Linked DNA regions of Gasterosteus aculeatus: region 1 is linked to region 2. The links are chromatin contacts, called in public Hi-C maps. All regions are on one chromosome and are shown on one strand. The core of a region is the stretch at or near the end of the contact, and the rest is flanking DNA. Distances in the headings are between cores, read along the strand shown. Region 1 overlaps LOC120809042 (solute carrier family 66 member 2). Region 2 holds the start of LOC120809505 (malonyl-CoA decarboxylase, mitochondrial).

Evidence for each region. Hi-C and Micro-C count contacts between places; a contact is called where the count stands out from the background.
Region 1: a contact with region 2 is called in a Hi-C map of tail fin, with 1.6 times the contacts expected there. The contact joins the enhancer-like site here to the promoter of LOC120809505 in region 2. A contact is called at or near these places in 2 of 6 Hi-C or Micro-C datasets (skeletal muscle and tail fin).

What each region holds. Positions count from the first base shown.
Region 1 is chrX:6,784,179-6,791,294 of fGasAcu3.hap1.1, forward strand. The region is part of intron 3 of LOC120809042 (solute carrier family 66 member 2); the gene reads left to right. Among protein-coding and RNA genes, the nearest start is that of LOC120809042, 8.6 kb to the left of the region's middle. Within about 2 kb of position 4,938, at least 1 of the 9 cell types and tissues checked has open chromatin away from gene starts, as enhancers often do.
Region 2 is chrX:6,750,234-6,756,792 of fGasAcu3.hap1.1, forward strand. LOC120809505 (malonyl-CoA decarboxylase, mitochondrial) reads right to left here and starts at 3,150. Exons shown (of 5, transcript XM_040163353.2): 1 at 2,416-3,150. The coding sequence starts at 2,961. It overlaps LOC120809041 (DNA topoisomerase 1), which reads left to right and starts at 4,926. Exons shown (of 18, transcript XR_013451063.1): 1 at 4,926-5,513.

The DNA.
Region 1 (7,116 bases), core at 3,688-6,187, 36 kb after region 2:
TTCTTTTTCCAAAATTCAGCTGGCGTTGTGTGATCCTAAAATGCATCGACACAAGCTGAATACCCTCAGTTAAGAGAATCCTATTCAGCCTGTTTTTTGCCTGCTGCTCTGCTTGTGTTTCCATCAATGGACAGTTTACATGATGCTTTCCCTTGTAAAGTGTGGGTGTTTGCCAGCGTTGCCAGGAAACAATACTGGATCCCTTTCGGATGTGTGTGTGTGTGTGTGTGTGTGCACGGAAACAGCAAACAATGTGCCGTGTTGTCATGACTGAAAGGACAACGGTCCACAAGGAAGCACACGTTTTTTGTCGCATCAAGTTGGGGTTCTAATGTGATTTGACTCGCGTATCAGTGAGGTATTTTATATCCGGAGGTTTCTTCGTGAGCAAGTGTATGATGTATTCTTAAAGTTAAAGTTACAATGCTTTTTAAAGGTTCGAAGTGAGGGTGCAGATTTGTTTGGATTTTTATGCCTTGCATGTTTTATTAAAGCTAAAACTGAGAGAGAGAGAATCAACGTGATTAGACCGGAATTAAATTCTCCAGCAAAGGTCACCTTGATTCTCATTAATGAGTCTGAGGAGAGGAGGACAGGGGGAATTTGTGTGTTTACATCGGCGTGCTCCACTTTGGCTGCTTTAATCTGGGGACGGTTGCAGAATGAAAGGTCAGCAAAAAAAAAAAAAAACATGCTGTTTGGGGATTTTGTTACTGAGCCCATTAAAATGCAACTCTTCACATTAGCACCAATAGAGGTTAAACTCCAAGAAAGGAATAAATATGTATTTGATCACTGAATATATGCTCAAAAGGAAATAACTGAAGAATATTTATGATCCTGAGTCTTTGTAATGGCGTCTACACTGAGCCGACTCCGCTGTGAGGGTTATGGCCCCAGGGGGCCACGTTAACAACCCCGGCTTCATGATGCAGGGATCTGGAAGCTGAAAGTGGGCCGAGGGGAGTGATTATGTTAAAAGGAGAATGTGACTTCGGGCTAGTGGGGAGTAACTTTGGACAAGGGGAAGTAGGAAGTGTTAAGGACTAGAGAAACCCGAGGGAAGGGAAATCAGTTCTTTTATTCACTTTAAATCATTCAAGTTTCACATTTAAATAGGAGTACGGAGTTGAGCTGCAACCAGCAGTTTATTTTAAAACAAATAATAAGTGGAACAACATCCTCCTCTACTGGTCGGAGTAGGTGAAGCACAAGCACAACTACCACAACGTAACCTTTGCTCTCATGGTATATTTTGAAAACCTTTTTGCGCGCCATTTATTTCCTTCCTTTAACCAGCGGACAACAGCAGCTCTCACCACTTTGTGAGTCTCAAAGAGCCACAATTGCTCTAGAATATCCTGTGAGCGCCCAGCAGACCGTAAGCGGAGTAAGGGATTGGACGTCTGATCGCTGTGGTCGACCCAGCAGTCATCTTTAAAACCCTTTAGCACTCGAGTGGTGAAAGCAATTTCCATTCTCCTGATAACCTTTTCCTGGGGAGGTCAGGCATTGCGCGCGTGAGCAAAATAGTTACCGGGTGCGCGCTCGGTCTAATTATTGGCTAATTATTTTGTCCTTACTGTTGCAAAATTAGCCGTCATTTTTGCTTTTATTCCCCCAGGTTAGAACAAGCGATCGCATACACTATTTCCCCGGGAAACTAACGCTTAACAGGCTGCCATGCTGGTGAAAACTTTTTTGATTTGGAGTGTAAACAACCGAATCAACGGACAGATAATTGCAGCTTTGGGCTGTTTTGGGCAGCTTGAAGAGTAGGGAAAGCTCAGTAGCTGACTTACGCTGCTGTACAGTACTAGTGAGTTTTCACCTTGAGTCTTTTAAATGCAAGGTCTTCACATTTTCCCACATGGACCTGTGACATTTGACTGTGCGTGAAGACGAAACGCTCTGGTCTTTTGCACCCCGTGTTGCCTTTGTCTGTGCCTGAATGCTGCAGTGCAGAGCGTGATCACTCTGCCACTCCGCCTTATCTGCAACACAGCCAGCGCCACTGCAGCATGACAAATCAGGTGTAACCAGCACATAGACATACGCGCACACACAGACGGAACCCGCAAATATCATTTACATACCCTACAACAGTGGTCCCCAACCACCGGGCCGCGGACCGCTACCGGTCCGTGGGCCATTTGGTACCGGGCTGCACCACAGAAAGAATATATATATTTTTTCTTCCAAAAAATGTTTTATTTTGAAAATTGACCGGCTTTTATGTGCAATTATGTGCTCTGACATATTCCCCACGCGTCACCAGGCGTTTTTCTTCACGTTTACAAATGTCCTCTTACACGTGCACGGCAGTTTCGCCCACCAGCGAACACAGAGCGCGCGACTACTACACCCCCTCCCGTCGTTCGTTCCGCCCGCAACGACTACTACCCCCCCGTTATTCCGCCGGACCTTCTCGACCAGTCCGCGAAATATTTTCTGACATTAAAATGGTCCGTGAGGTACAAAAAGGTTGGGGACCACTGCCCTACAGCACACGGATAGGTCCTTACTGTCGACGTCAATAGTCTAATTGAACCCCCGATAACGATTTAATTAAGTCAAATGAAGTGAGGTAGGCGCCAGTTGCTTTATTAGCATTCAGGCGTTTTGATTTACTTGGCCAGAATGTGTGGGAATAATATAACATGCCTCAGAAGAGTATTTGTCAAGATGGTGCTTATGCTCTAATAGTTTTCACGGCGGCTTCCCCAGGAGACGCAATTTAAAAACACTGTTCTACAACCACCAAGTTTTGCAGCCATCTTTTGGATGTGGAGAGCAGTTTCTCACAGTCATTATTTTGGCCTGGTGTGTCTCTTCAGGGTTTGACACGCTTGGCAGTGGGACCGCTGGCGTGCTGGTGAGTGACACTCCTTTTTCTTTTTTTGAATGCACCGATTGTAGAACCTTCTATGGTAAATAAAGCTGATTTTATGAAGCCCTTCCGTGCCCACTGCAGACCACCCGTTCCCCCGTATTAGACCTCTTCTCAGGGCCGCGTGGGTCGGTTCAGACAGCCCTTGATGGAACCCTCTTCCCACTCATCCTTTAACCTTGTCAGTCTACATGCACAGTCAGTTTCATAGCGGCGCCTGTTTTACAGAAAATGATTTTGCCCTAATCAAAGATGAGGGTCTGCTCCGATACCTGGTGGTTATTTATGGATGTGGGTTAGTAATCCTGAACTTTGGTCCCGCCCGAACTGGTTGTGTCAGTCAGGAGGGTGCGCTGCCTCATTAGATTGGCACTAGAGAGACGATGTGACGGGAAGACGCCATCTATCACCGTCCATCTCCGCTGTACAACCCGACAGGTGCGTGTGTGGAAAGGCTGTGTGTACCCATCTGTCATTTACAGTAGGTCGCCTTAGCGCATGCTGCACAGCTGTTTTACTCTGTGTGTGTGTGTGTGTGTGTGTGTGTGTGTGTGTGTGTGTGTGTGTGTGTGTGTGTGTGTGTACCGGATTGTGTGAGTGTGTTTCTGTCATGTGTATAAAGACATCCATAAACCAGGTGGGCTAGATGCCCGATAACACGATGTCAATACCTTCTGAGTGCCCGTTAAGTCGATGAAAGGCACCCTGAGCGTGTTCTCCCTGGCGATGGGCTGTCTGTTTAGTCTGACAAGCCACAGCAACCACAAACCCGCCGGTCCAAACAATGACACCCCTCCCGCCCCATAATGCTGCTAAATGCCCAAAGCCCAAAATAGTATCATCAAACAGTTCAAATCCACCAAATATCACATTTCAAATGATGACAGCGCAAAAAGAGCGGTGTGAATCCTGTCACTTAATGATGCTATTTAGGGTTTAACTACATGATATTTAACGTCAAGTCAGTAACATAGTAAATAGATTGATAAGATAAAAGCAATAATAGATATCCTCATGTTTTATGTGGCAGCAAACACGAATGAGAACAGGTTTTACTGTTGTTTGGAATTAGCGATACTACAATAATATCGTAGCGTTGGATGAGGCTTTCACATGCTCCATGTGCTCACTGGCATGGCACCCTTTCAGGTGATGCGGGAGACTAGCTTGCTCTTGTGGTTTGCCTTGGCTGCTGGTGCATTTGGAATTGTGACAACGCTTCTCTCATGCGGAGGGTAAATGGAATCGCTGCTTCTCTGTGGTCCGGCTCGCTGTTTCCTCCCCTCTTTTCCCTCCACATTTGATGGCCTCTTTGCTCCAGCCAGCTGCCCTGTGCAGCGTGGAGACAGACTGCAGCCACGAACAGCTGCTTTACTAAAGCCGCACACCGAGAACCTCATTAAACACAAATTCCCAAAGTGCATGACCCCTATTGGGGAAAGTCATTCGCCTGTAGTTTCGTTATTGGGGCGCTGCAATACCACATGGGAAAGTCCTCCAGCGAACTAGACTCATGCGATACTTTGAGGGGTAATGCACATTAGTCCTTGACTGTCAAGGACTAATGTGCCTCGTAAACAGGTCCCTCAGAGGCTTGAGCTCATTATTCCCTCATTGTGTAAAACCCCGAATGAGACAGACTCCACTCTCGGGCGGCTTTCTGCTCTCTTTTTGTCGCACATTGTTCAACATTTACTCAAAGCAAATATGCAATAAAATAAACATCCAAAATCTTCATTTAAAATCTTCTTATTTCAGAGGCAAAAGATGTACATGATCTAAGGGGGGTGTTTTAAGTCTACCTCTGTCGTCATCAGACAGTCTCTGGCTATGATAATAAAACGGATGCTTTTATAGAAGTATTCTTGTCTGATCCATCTAGCAGAGGAACAGGACCTTGCAGCGCAGTGGGTAGAACTGGCTGTAGCAGGCGGGGGGGCGGCTTTCTAATTGGAGGTGAAGATGCGCCCCGGGCACCGCGCTGTCCATGAGACGCCAGACTTATGCAGACTTCTCTGACTCGTCTCCAACGCGTCCCTCTGTGCTTCCTGAGAACATCACTGCCTGCAGGACTCTCCTCAAACCCAAACACACACACACACACACACACACACACAAAGCAGGTTTTTCAACAAGCAACCAAGATAATAGGAGCCAAAAAAGAGACAAGCTCATGTGGGATATGATTAACCGTTTTTAATCATCACTGCTGTTGGACTAATCCTATGAGGCATTGTGGATACCCACAATAATTAAGTTACTTTAAGTTCTAAATTGTTATCTTTGCAAGCAATAAATCAGCAGCACATTGGCCATAATGTTATGAATCACTATCAGATGGTCTCTCCCTTCAGATTAGGGTAGAGCAATAATCAGTAACACAGATTTATTTGTGTTGGGAATTGTTTATTAATTTCTTTGAACAACTTGCAGCAGTCCACCCTGAGTTCCCAATTTAACCAAAGCTCTTCAGAGGATTGTGTTCCTGCCTCTGTTGACTAGGAGGAGTATCCGATGAACTCTCACAGGGGACAATCCCTGTTTGTCCCCCCAGAGGTTCCTGAGTACTGAAGCAGCAGAAACAGCTCTGCAGCGGACCGTCTCTTTCTCTTGTCCCTCCTAAACTTCGCTCATTCTCTCCCCAGCCTCATACATCTTTCTTCATTTCTACCCCGTGGTCTCGGACCCGCTGAAGCAACGAAGTGGACACTGACGCAACTTCGTAGCCGGCAGCATCATGTCGTGAAAACAATCACTGAAAGACTGGTCTGGAGAAAAAATGTAATTTGTGTTAAGACGTGTCTAGTCGTGTCTTGGGAAAAGTGGCGAAATATTGACCGTCATTATTTGATCATTCTGAGTTTTTTTTTATACATTTCTAACAGCGCCAGACAGGCCCGGCCCCTGTTGTTCAGGATATTCGTCACTGTGTGAAACATCAATCAGGGTCACACTGACATTTTTTGTTGGATTTGTGTCATTTTTGTGTAAAAGTGAGACAGTGGATGTGAGAGAAAGTTTGTCCTTGACAGAGTGAGAATGAAGGAATTGATCCGATGCACAAATGCAACGCGTCAAGCAACCCGTCTTTTACATGTGCGTAATTTGAAAAGGAGAAGTAACTTATTTGTAGAATATTGTGTTAGCCTTGGCTTCTCTGTCTCCACTGTGTAGAGAATGTAAATGCAATACTAGAAGACAAAGAAAGACAATTAATTTATTGTATTAAACGATAAATGTACATGGACATTGTCTCCATGTGGTGACCATACACACAAGCGGGTGAAGGAAAGTGCAGCTGCAGTTGTGAGGTCAATGGACCATATATCTAATCTTTTGATGAAGCTCCGCTGTAATTGCTCTGACTACGTGTTAGTGTAATTCTACCCTGAGGATGAAGTGTGTGTGTGTTTGTGTGTGTGTGTGTGTGTGTGTTCGTGTTCACATCCTATGAGAGACTACACCACAGTACCACAAAGCTTCTTCGTTCCGGACACACTCATCGCCCAGTGTTGAGCCCACATGGGACACTCGGTTGGTGAAATGGATCACGCCGCGTTACCCAACAAGCGTTGGGTAACGCGGCTGAATGGAGCAATTAGGTTGTATGATATGATAACGCAGCATGCTATCCAATGTCCTAATGCCTAAAAGTAGAAAATATGAGTCCTTTTTTCGTTGATCGTTCTGGAGTAGAGCTAGAACGATACAGGATGTGTCCCTGCGCACGTGGTGAGGCGGCGCATTGGGTCATGTAGTTGCAGCAATGAAAGTTGGCCTTTCCTGCTCACTTTCAGCTCGAGCTTCGGTGCTCTGATGTCTGGTATCAAACGTGCGTTCACAACACGAGTCTGTCAGCACGAGCTGCCGACACTGGTATGAAAGCGCTAATAAAAATGAGAGTCTGCCTGTCGACGTCTTTTAAGTCTCAGAACAGAATTATTAATAAATAAGAGGTAAAAATTGGTGGCACTGTGACTACGTGTCCTCTATGTCGTTGCTGACAGAGATTAAAGCTTTGGTGTTTGGTGTTAATAGATAACAGCTCGTAAACCAACAACCCTAATAGGAAAACATCTGCTCAATCATCACAACCTTTAAAAAACACATGAAGCGGGACGAGCCAGACTTAAATGTCAAACTTTGAATTCGGAGCAAGACGGGCAAGAAAACTTCATCGAGGCAACACGGAGGTTTTCACCTACAGACTCAACTCATTTGAGACT
Region 2 (6,559 bases), core at 1,900-4,399:
TGGCTAATATAATCAAGCTCCATTACCGTCATGGTGTAAAAGCCACTGGCTGCGATCCTCTGCGAGCCACTATCAAAGTATTCCCCACATACACGCATTAAACACTGCATTATGCAGCTCTGTGGTTCACAGGTCTCCCGCTGGAAAACTGCAAGGAGCCAATCAAAAGTTTGAGACACATTGCTGCTTGTTGTGAATATGTGTGTATCGGAGTTCCTTTTTTACCTCACAAACTGCCAGAAGTGAAATAATCTATGAAAAACAGCCAGTAATCCCAGCGGCGCATTTCTGTGGGAAAACGCGGCGGATAAACAACCCACGAGAGTGCAGCCGCTGGCCAATTCTCTCCCACTCAGAAGAAAGGCCCGACCGAGATGTGTATTTCATTGACCTAGCGGAAGACGTAGTCTTCTGACGTGTACGGGTCTCGAATCAAAAAGCCTGAGGTTAGGACAGAAACGGAAAACCAAACAGAAGGGAAAAGACTGATCCTGCACTCCATTAGAAAGAGTCTGCGTTCTTTTGGCAGTGGGGCAGCAGAAATGCAGCGAGCCGCAGTTATAAGCCAAAGGGCTTACAGGTCAAACTCACAGCGCGCCAATACTTGTCCTCCAGTAGGCTGCGTGCCACTTGTCAGGCCAAAAAAAAAAAAAGAATAGCCTCACTTAAGCTGTGTGGAATCCAAAACGATGCACCGGACTTTTATTCACATCTTTCATCCGCTGTTTGTGGAAAGATGAACAAGTGACGGCTGGCCAATTGCCCGTCGTCGCACGTCCCGTCTTCAGGCAGGTCTAAGGAGCACTTTGCACCAATTGCTGATCAAATAAACAATTTTTAGCCAATCAGCATCCTTAAATAGACTCACCCAGGGGCAACGTTAGTTTGGGCCCAAGTATGCGCGTTCTGTTGTCAGGGACATTAATAAGAAAAGGTCTTTGAATTCAAATAATTATAAATAACCATGTTAAATGAAATTATATTTATATATAAGAAGAAACATCAGAAATATTTCAGAAATTATATAACCCCTCCGCCATGTTTTTGTGGCACTAGGATTATCCGATCCATTATGGACAGCAAGTGCTCTCCCCTGGAATGCACTTAGTATCAATACATGTACTAAAAGCTTTAGATTTACCACAACCTTTTTCTCCTCTTAGCCCAATCAATTCTGGCCATGAGAAGAAATGATTGCTGTGCACCCCTAAGACCAAGGTGGCCGGGCACTCAGTACACTGTAGGTAGCTTAGACCTTTTCAAAGCTACAAAAGGTCTCAGTAGGTCTCGTATATTAACATTAAATGCTTCTGAACCACAGCTCAGCGGGAAAATAAGTATTGAGTCGGAGACAAAGCCAGAAGTCCGTCGGCTATGGTGCAGGCAGGGTCTTTCAAAATAATATAAAGCTCTATGGTGAAGGCCAACAAAACATTCAAAAAATGTATCTCAAATGGGGAAGGGTTTTTTCACTTCAATCAGTAGCCAAAGACGGCCCCTCTCATGGTGATCACTGAGCTTGCTTTAAAAAGGACCCGGAGTATTCTCCAGCGGGGAATTAAGCTGCTAAATTGTGTTTTCCAATTACAAAACCAAAGCATCCTTCATGTAGGAAACTCAATATCACAGAAAAAAACAGGTAAAAATGAAGCCAGATTTTTCTTTGATTATAAAAAAAAACTAAAAACGTCCTAAATGTAAAAAGCAAAAAATAAGTAAATTACAGCAGGTCTTAGATGAGATTAACCCCTGGAGTTCATTTATATTCTCAAACAAAACTGCACCAAAGAGCACAGAGTTATGACAACAAGCCATGTGAAAAATATTCCACTCCAAGTCCAATGTGTGCATTAAACCTCCTACACAAGTTCTGAACTGAAAATAATGAGTGAAAATGAATGACTGAAGAAATGAGGGTAGCTTTGTGATATAATGGGTAAGAAATGGATGTGAACCATGGCTGCGTGATGCAATGAAACTGGTATAAGAGTATATATTTTTTTCCAACGAGCATTCCAGTAAGTGGATACAGTGCAAAATAAATAAAAGGAAGCCCTGCAATTTGGCTCTAAAGCTTCGTGTTGTCTATTTGTAAAAGCACCCAAATCAATGGAGGAAAAAAAAACACATTTTGCACCAAAAGTTCGATTAGGAGGGAAATCTGGAGCAAAGGTCGTTGCGACAAGTTGGGAGGAAACGTGAGCCACTTGATAAGAACAAGTGCGTCAGTGAGGCATGAGTTGTGTAAGCAGCTATACTCAGCTCGCTGTTAAATATAGCACAGATATCATCTTTTAAATAACTGGAACATTGAGGGTCAGCTGTTTTCAGGCTAGCCATGCCAAACCTCCAAACGCGAACGCCGCTGCTTTGGCACACGCGGGCATCCGTAGATATTGTAAACAAATCAATTACCCTTATTTGCGGGGTCTCGCTAGCTTTGGATGAGATCATTTCCAGCACATCAGCTCGGAGATCCACCAGAAACTTCACGCCACCTTCGACCCTGCTTATATGGTTGAGCAGCTGCTTATAACGGGGTGTCAGGCCATATCGCAGCCGGTCTTCCACTTGCAGAATGGTCGCCAAGTCTCGTAGCTGAGCGTCCAAAAGCCTCAAGGCGAGCTCGGAGATGCCTTTGTGGTCCACTCCGAAGTCGTGCGACAGCTTCGTCAAGAAGCCGAGTTTCTCCTCCTTTTCGAGACCCGCGTAGAAGTGCATGAACTCCAGGCTGTTGGATTCGGGGGGAGGCGGGTACTTGTCTCTCGTCTCGTACGTGGGCAAAGGTGCAACGACCCTGGCCAGTATGTCCTCCATGCCCGCGACACCGCCACGAATTGGGGTCGAGTACCGACAGACACCGTTGACGTCCGGGGCCTTCAGAGCCCCTCTGAGCACAGCCCGGTGTCGCCAGCACCGCACACCGCCTCGGAAAGCCCAGTTGGCGGGGAGGGATAGCATGATCAGCTACGTGCACCGGACACGCGACTCGCGATCACACGGCGGGGAACCGTTTCCGGGTCTCTTAAAGAGACAGTGCAGCATGTCGTGAACCCAAAGAAGGTTCATCGCAGCCAGTATAAAACATAAAAAGGCTCCCTCGTGTGAATGGAAATGACTGCATATCTGGGACATCGCATTTTGTAAAGCCTTAAAGTAGTTACTAATTTGCTGCATGACTTTTATCAATGTAACAAATTAAATATAAATATGTTTCGATGTTTTGTAGGTTTTTATACATCGTGTGCCTTCAGTAAATGAATGTATATTTAAAAAAAAAAACTCATACTAATAACAGTGTTGATGGTAAAAGACTATGTGTGTATGCAATATATTTAAAAATCACACCCAGACTCAGTACATCAATAAAATACTCCATAAATCATTGTTTGTTTTTCTGTTTATTTTGACGTGTTTTATTACAAGATCAGGAACCTCCAAATTACACAGCAAATGACAACTTGGTCATAATATTGAAATATAAATGACAGCCTTTTTGAAATACTTTTCCCACAAACCACAGCTGTTTAATCCGGTATGAAGAGTAACAATAAGAAGCGGATCGATAATGGAATGTTGCTGATTTCTTTCAAATTATTAGTAGCCGTTATGTGAGAGTCTGCTTCAAAGATGAATAAGACTTTACTTCTTGGAAAGAAAGGTCTATTCTTGAATCACGTAAGTAGCTTGTCAACAATGTCTTGTGAATTTCCAATCCAGTATTATGTTCTCATTGTCACGAGACTCCAAATCATATTTTGATATGGCAGCTGCCACAATTGAAACCCAGTAGGCCGTCTTCATTACTTCACTTTTGAACATAAAAGAGGGAAAATAAAACATGTAATAATTCAGGTCCTCTAATAACTGCCAGTGTGTTTCACTAGCTAATAGTGACTAGTTTACTATGTATTTGAATGAGAATAGAGTAAACGGTTGTTTAACCAGCAGCATGCAATAACTTATTTTACTTTTTTAAAGCTTTGCTACGTTAATGTAACCTTAGTTGTGATTAGGTTCAGCATCAGACTACCATTTAGGAAACTACCTAGTCACAGCCTTCTTCTCTGTTGGAATCCATCGTCCGGGTGAAAACATCAAGCATTTTATGTTTGAAAAAGGTTGATTGCTTCCTTTTTGACATACTTTGGGTATATTAACCACTTAATAATGTCATCCACTTAAGATTTTTTATAAGAATAAAGTATAAAGATATTAAAACTGTATTTGTTAGGTGCAGTGACCTATTTTGATATTTTGTTGTATTTCTTTTTTTTTGTCAAGTGAAGGAATATATAATAAATTATTTTCTTGCTAAATATATTTTATCCTCATAGATTAAGTCAAGAAGCTGAAATATTTTTTTATAATGACACATTTTGTAATAGTCTTATGCTGATTTTTCCCTCAGACAAGAACACAATTATGGTAGGAATAAAATTTTCCAAAGATAACAACAATTGCTAAATTGTTTCAGAATGATCCATTAAAGACCCATAGTAAGACAAAAAAAATACTGCGGAGAATACGAGAACAATTAGCTGTAGAATGTGCTACCGTAATGTAAACCTTATAACTGGAGTAAATAGGATTTAATCAGGAGCCAAACTAAGGTGACAAATGTCTTTGTCCCTTTTTATGTATATGATCTTTCTGCCACTTTATAAACAATAAAAGGACACTGTAAGGGAAAACAATCTATAGTATAAATTGTACCTCATCCATTCAAGACCATTCCAATTATTACTCTTATTAATCTTTTAAAACGTGACATTAATATGTAGGTAGGCCTAAAAACCATTATTACCTGACCAATCAAAAATGATTAATAGTTAATTTCAGCGTTAACTAACGCCAAAGGGGAAAACGGACTCCAACGACAGACATGAAAGAACGGGTCACAGAATACGACGTAACACCCCCGAAATCACGCTCATGTGTCAACTCCCGGAAGTCCCTCAGCCAATCAGGATGCAGCTGGTCACCGAGGCGCGCTCAATTCAACTCAGGAACTGCAAGCGAAAGGAATCCGGGTCACCCGAGGTTTCCACTGTGCGTCTCTGTGAAGGTTGAAGGGAACTGCCAAAGAAGTTTGTATTTTTACGATACATAACGTTAGCTCGTCTTTTCTTGGCATTACAAGTGGCGAGCCAACAACACAGCAAACTCCCGTGTTACTGCAACGTCCCGAACACGCGTTTAAGCCAATGGACCGCACCGTTAAAATGAACGCAATTAACGGCTCTGGTCGCGTTGGCTAACGTTCACGAGCTAGCTTAATTTAGCTTAACTTGGGGGGGGGGGGGACTTGTGGTTGGTTTTGCACTGTGAACTGAACTGTTTCACCCGTCGCGCTGAACCATTTCTCGCTGTGCCCCGCGGAGGGCCGTGCGAACGATGGCAAGAAAGAATGAGGCTAAAGAAAACGGGAAGGCCAGACTGAAAGCGAAGACGCCGAAGAAGCGCAGAGACTATGAAAACGATGGAGCCACGGGATATGCGACCTGGAACAGGTGTGTGTGTGTGTGTGTGTGTGTGTGTGTGTGGCAACTCAACTACTATACACACTGACACCTGATGTTACATAAAAGCAGAAGAAGACATTTTCACACATGTTGATTTTAATTTTAAAACGTGTTAATATAAATATGCTTTCAGATGATAATGAAGTGGGTGATTTCTTTACAGTATGTATTTATTTTATTGTTGTAAATTACTTTAAAAGTAATTTTAGAGTGTACCATGAAACCTTTTGTTGGATGACCAGCAAACTTCTATAAAGTCATTGAGAAACAACAACTTGAGCGAGTGGCTCAACTGAAATTATAATACTGATTTACTGCAGCTGACCTGTCTACAAACAGAAGAAGCCCTGCTGAAATAAAGATGCACCAGTTATTTAACGAGCTACAGTTTAGCCTGAACTTCATTGTAATCCCATCATAAGTCATATTTAAAATAACGGTTACCTTGCCATAGATGTTTAAGCAGCTCTCTTACAATACATGCCTATGACCCGACTCCAGCACAACGCTTCACATTCTTGCAATGGTGATAAATCGGGCAAGAAAGCGTGAGAGGCACGTGGCACGATGTGCTGGAGGATACACACATGAGTGTGTTATCAACAGAACGTTATGCCGGCCCGAGTTGCTGTGCAGGCCAGTGGCATTGAGAGCGTGCATGAAATTCATTTGAAGATGGAGTACAGTGGCCACTCCATCTTCATTTGAATATATTAATTTACCTTGATATCTGATGCGTTCATTACCATGCACATATGAGCAGACAAATGAATGTGGAGCGATCTGTCATTGGCTTGTGTAATTGATTGGAGCAGGGAGATGAATAGACACCTGAAAGCGCTACTGGCAGTGGAGCAGGCAGCTCTCTGTTACAGCTAGCCTCATGTCATTTCATGGCACACTGACTGAATTACTGATTAAGTTTCCACTGATCCTCATCAGCTACAAGACTCAGGGAGCACATTTTCCTCAGCGTGAAAGGGCCTCTTTCCATAAATGTTGCATTGCTGAAGTGTGATGTACGAAAATGGAAT